Linked DNA regions of Mus musculus: region 1 is linked to region 2. A link is a contact called in public promoter capture Hi-C data. All regions are on one chromosome and are shown on one strand. Each heading gives the region's core, a stretch centred on a gene start, on an enhancer-like site or on the middle of the called end of the contact. The rest is flanking DNA. Distances are from core to core; before and after follow the strand shown. Region 1 has its middle 21 kb from the start of Dubr. Region 2 holds the start of Ift57 (intraflagellar transport 57).

What was found. Promoter capture Hi-C pulls out the DNA fragments that hold promoters and counts their contacts.
Region 1: a promoter capture Hi-C map of liver shows a contact between it and region 2, with 5 times the contacts expected there. The contact joins the enhancer-like site here to the promoter of Ift57 in region 2. A contact is called at or near these places in 8 of 39 promoter capture datasets (the 3T3-L1 cell line, 3T3-L1-derived adipocytes, the C10 cell line and 3 more), 1 of 484 Hi-C or Micro-C datasets (muscle stem cells), 2 of 115 datasets of contacts at active chromatin or transcription factors (the 230-238 cell line and fibro-adipogenic progenitors) and 1 of 9 other capture datasets (embryonic stem cells).

The regions. Positions count from the first base shown.
Region 1 is chr16:50,751,929-50,754,628 of GRCm38.p6, reverse strand. No RefSeq gene overlaps it. Among named protein-coding and RNA genes, the nearest start is that of Dubr, 21 kb to the right of the region's middle. Within about 2 kb of position 1,303, at least 101 of the 459 cell types and tissues checked have an H3K27ac peak or open chromatin away from gene starts, as enhancers often do. A contact at or near this core is called in liver and muscle stem cells, where this site is marked.
Region 2 is chr16:49,697,826-49,700,556 of GRCm38.p6, reverse strand. It overlaps Ift57 (intraflagellar transport 57), which reads right to left and starts at 1,263. Exons shown (of 11, transcript NM_028680.3): 1 at 1,008-1,263. The coding sequence starts at 1,219.

The sequences.
Region 1 (2,700 bases), core at 54-2,553, 1.1 Mb before region 2:
GAACGGGGAAAGGCTACACTGGGAAGAACAGTGCACGGAAATAGAGAAGTGGAGGTCATTTTCTAGTTCCCCGAAGGGGTCTGTGATCCATTGCTATCCTTGTTTTTCTCTTAATAATAGGCTGACCAAGTTGACCTTCTTCTAGGGTCAAATATCAGCAGTTAGGTACTCGATGCAGTGGCCTCAGACAAGGGCACTGCCTGCTCTCGGTACTCGATGAAGGAGCCTGAGGTGAAGACGTTCATCCTCTAACAAGCCATCTGGGACCCTTGAGGCCTTAGGAAAGGAACCCACACTGAAAATCACCTATGTGAGTACAGTAAGAGTAGAAGAAGAGAAAAATAATAACTTGCCTTCCCTATTTAGGCAATAGGCCTGCCTGCAAAAGCCAGAGCTTGGCACTTCTGTATTCCCAAATGTCTCCCTGCCACCCCTTCTCACTTTCCAGTTGTCTCCAGATTTTATTTTGTATCCACTTTAGCTATGAGGTCACAGTTAATCCTTGAAGAATGTGTCTTGCTATAGGCAGAAACCTGATTCTTTCTGGGGACCAAAAGAAAAAAAGAAGACAAAGAAGAAGAAGAAAAGAAAAAAAAAAAACAGTAGACTTTGGGAAAACTGCAGTTGCTTTTGCATGTACAGGGAGAGCTTTTAGAGTCATTAGACTTAAAATGTTCTGTTTGTGAGACTGTCAAAAAGTTACTGCTCCCTGGAGGTTCCCCTAAGCCCCTCCCACTGACTCATGTCAGCTTGACTGCAGCTGCTCAAAAGCATGGGAATTTAAAAGCTTGCCACACAAGTGCAAGAGCTGTTGCCAGAACCGCTGCCACCAGACTGAATGGAAAGTCCCTACTGCAGAAGGTGTGGGGAGGAAGGGCCATCAACGGCAAAGCAGTGGAATGCAGGGTTGATAGAGATAAAAAGAAGCAGGAAGGAAATCACAAGTTCTCGGAGCTGCAAACTATTTCACCCTTTGACCTTGGGAAAGAAAACTCTCAGAACTTCAGTGTCCCTCTTTTGGAGAGGTTTTCTTTGACTTAAACTTTCCCTAGAAGTCAGAACTGATAAGTTGCCCATCATACCACTGGTCTAATATTTTTTTCATCAATGCTCAAAAGAAACTTCAATAGGAAGTTTTACTTTTGCTTTATTGTTATTATTTCCAGCCTAATAAAGTCCCAGCATTTTCCAGGGAAAGTATGTCTTAGCTCTCTGGTCCAGAAGTCCCCAGAGCCCAGGAAACGAGGTAAACAACGGCAGAGCCATGAGGCAAACTCCATTACTGCAGAGTTCTTCTCTTTGCCCCTTTCCACACCCCCTTCTGGAGTTCTGTAATTTTCCCATCTCACGCGTCAAACAGGAACATGATTTCACAAGCATCCATCCAAGGTATAAAAGGGAACATGGCTATTTTTGTCAGTCACTCTACCTTCAGAGATAGAAAGGACGGATGGAGGACGGAGCGGGCAAAGCTGGAGAAATGCTCTCTGGGTGTGAGCATTGATGCTGACTGCTCCCGCGGAGGGCAGGGGTTCAATTCCCAGCGTTCACTTGACAGCTAACAACCGTCTGTAATTCTAGTTCCAAGGGATCTGATACCTTCTGATCACTGAATACACGTGGTGCACAGATACGTGTGCAGGAAAAACACCCATACACATAAAATTAAAGATACAAAGGAAGCCGTTCTCGTGGCACTAAAATCTCCACGGCGTGCTTTATGGGGACTTCCTATTTAAACTGGACATCACAGTCCATCCATAGCTCACAATGAGACATATTGGAGATGGGAATGTAAAAAAAATACTGCAAATTTCTCCAGAAATACCTTTGTTTATCCCCCCCATCCACCCAAATGCAATGGTGCTCGTTATACCTGCTTGCCTACGCTGAAGCCCTTACCCCAGACAGAAACATCTTCAGTGCTTGTGAGAGAAAGCCTGCCTTGCTAGAAATGGTGTCTTCCGGAGCCTTTCTTCTTCTGTTAGGAAAACTTCTGTTAATGCTCTCCTTCCTTAGAGTTGATCCAGCCTGAGAGCACTTCAGACTGAGTCTCTTTCTCATGCCTGGAACCCCATCGCCACCGGCCCATCATCCCTAGTCGCGGCATCCCTAGACGGCTTCCTGCCACTTTGCATTGGGATCTTCATTTGAGGTGGGTCTTGTGGAAAGCCCGACTGATTCATTTTCTGCCAGGTTCCCAGTACATTTCCACAATGATCCGAAACTATTTATAACCGCTTTACTTCCTGGAATGTTTTTGCTGCGCCAAGGAAACTTCTAAAGTTTAAGGACGTCACTTTAGAACTGGCTGCTTGGCTCTGGTCCTACTTTCTTTTTAAATTCTGAACTAACAACAACTACAAAAAAAAAAAGAGCTGATGTTTAAACTGTCTCTATTAAATTGCCTTTCATTTATTTGTTTATTTTTGATAAGATTATGCCTCTTCAGCAAAACTCTTCACTCTCAGAGGACAAAAACTATGCCAGCTATTTACTGGTTTGCTTGTTCATTCCTTGCTTACTGCCACACTCCTTCCTGAGGTCAGCCCATAGCAAACCTACACACAGTGGGAGCACACACAGCAGCATATAGGTGTTGGAATCAACAAGGTATTTTGGCATTAATGTCTGCATTTCGGGTGGGCAATGCTTTTAGCCCTATAGAAAAATAAAAATGGAAATATTTGAAGGTTGGCC
Region 2 (2,731 bases), core at 14-2,513:
AAAATGTTGGCCATCTATATTACTATGACCAATTTATTTTAAATAATAATCCCAATCTAGAAACTTCTATTATGGATCAGGATCAAGATGATCTTTCTTCTCTAATTTTTCTCCTTTTACAGACTAACTTGGCATTGTGGGCAGATTTTATACAAGAATTCTTCCAGACCTGTCTGGAAGAGGGTAAGAGCTTAAAACTGCCAAGAGAAATGATATGTGTCCCATTGATGGAAAAGAAAGTACGATAAATAACTCTTTAATTTCTTCTTACAGAATAAAACAAACACGGGATTTAGAGGGAAAAAAAAGCAATAGAACACAGTTATCACTAAGCTACCATGATTACAGGAGGGACTTTTGTCTATCACTCTTGACAACTATAGGCTCTGCCTTGGGGATATTCCAAACTTTCCCCACTACCGCAAGCGGGAACTTTAGGTCCTATATTGAGGGCCATTCCAAACACTTATTTCATTTGCCTTCTCCACTTCCCATTTTCTAAGAGTATTGTTGCAAAAGCACTAAGTCGTTTGAACCATAGTAATTAGCCCACAAGTTTACTTACTACATAACAAGTGCTGCTCAGAAATGTCCTAAGTATTCACAGTTGTTAGTTTACAAAGTCTAGCAAAGGAAAACATAAACTAGAAAGAGATCTAAATGATAAGGGCGCTCATCGCTAGAGATAGGTTTTTCTACCCTTTCTACTTTGGGTATTTTATTATATTTAAAACAAGATTTGTGTTTGGTAGACGGTGCGTGACTGTTTTGAAAAATGGGCAGACTGTCTTCCCCAGTCCTCCCTGCCATTACAAAACTTGTTTACTTTCTCCACAAAATGATCAAGTCTGAAAAACTACACCTTCCACAGTGCGGAAGTTTCCTTCCTGAGCACAGAAGCCAGAGGAAGGGATGTAAGGACCCCCGCGCGGGGTCTTCGCCTCACCTAAGGGGGAGCGTCCCCCTGGGGTCCAGCCAGCACCCGGCGCTGGGGGCAAGGCACGCACCTGGACGGGGGCTTCAGATTGCTCTTTCGGAGTAGCTCCTCCTCGTAGCGGAGCAGCTTCAGCTTCTCCACTAAGTCTTCCATCACCACGAACATGTGGTAGGCCGCTCCTGGCCCGCGCTCCACCACAGCCTCCCCTGCGCCTTCCCCGCGAGCCCGAGACACCCCATCGTCCAAGCCCGACGGCGGGATCACCGCGGCCGCGGCGGCCATCCCTGCTCAGACCCCCAGCGCCCGGCTGGGCTCCGGCCAGGATCTCTGCAGCCTTCGCCGCCCGCACCCCACAGACCGCACAGTCCCCACCGTTACCAGGCAACCGCAGGGCAGCCGGTCACCACGGCAACCAGACCCGCCTCCTTCGCTCCCAGCCGGCCTCTCTAAATTTTCACCAATCAAAGCTGGATTCTTACGTGACGTCACGCCATGCTGGTCCCTGGCCTAGGGGGTAGCTCCGCCCTATGGGCGTGGCGCATCGTCCCCCACCTCTTCCGCCTCTCCCGCGCGCCTTAAAGGCGTAGGGTCCCCAGCTATTTAGCGCTGCATGCTGAGTACAGCCAAGAGGAGCACAGGATCTGGTATTCTGCTCAGGGCTGCTGAATGAACAGACATCTGGTCATCGAGGTAGCAATTCAAAGGACTGAAACGAAGCAGAACAGAGTGTTGGAGGTTATGCTTGCTCAGTGATTCTTGTTTTATTTTCTCAAAGTGGGAAGTTGTGGTGAAACTCGCTGTCCTTAGGTTCACATTACCTCAGAAATTCCACCCGCAAGACTGCTAGTCTATTTCTTAACTTAATTGCTTATTAGATAGTGCTAGACTTACGAGTATATTCTAAATAAGACTTAAAGTCTTACAATGATCTTATCTCACTCCATTAGGAAAGCGGTTGCTTGGAAGAGGGCAGCTTGGGAAAAGATTTATACCACACACACATTGGCCTCAATCTGTTCCGAGCCCATGCAGATTTAAATTCTTGAGTACTAATGAAATCCCACAAAATATAGTATCTGGAAAGGAAGTGCTGCATTGTAGCACTTACATTTAGATAAGAACATTTCTGCTATTATGTCAGCACGTATTGACCTAGAAAACACATGGAGACATAACTGACCAGGGATGTGACTTATCCTTACAATAAAGTACTGCATCAGGCAATCTTTCTTGTAGTTAAAGATAAGAAGTGAAGCGAAGAGAAGTTGCCTAGCTACTTCTTAAGATAACTCAGAAGCAAGAGGTGTAACATTTGTCTGATTAACCCTGTGCCTGTTAAGGGGTCATCAACAGCTTATATCACACCCTAAATAATGTAGCAGGATCATATTTTTGACATAATTAAAATCTGAATCATATTTGTAAAAATCCTTGTGATAAAAGGAAGAGTTTTTCTTTCTAATCAGCCTTGTTTCTAATGCTAATAAAGGTATCCAAATGAAAAACATTGCTATTCATCAAATAAAAGACACACATAAAACTACTGATTTATGTAGAAAATAAAATGGAGATGAGAAATCCAAGGATAACTGGGTAATTGCACGCCTCACAGGTGGAGGTCAGAGGACAACCTTCTATATCAGTCCTCAACTACTACTTTGAGACAGACAGCTTTTCTGTAAACTTTTTTTAAATTTCTTTTGTTTTAATTAGGTATTTATTTCATTTACATTTCCAATGCTATCCTAAAAGTCCCCCGCCCACTCCCCCACCCACCCATTCCCACTTTTTGGC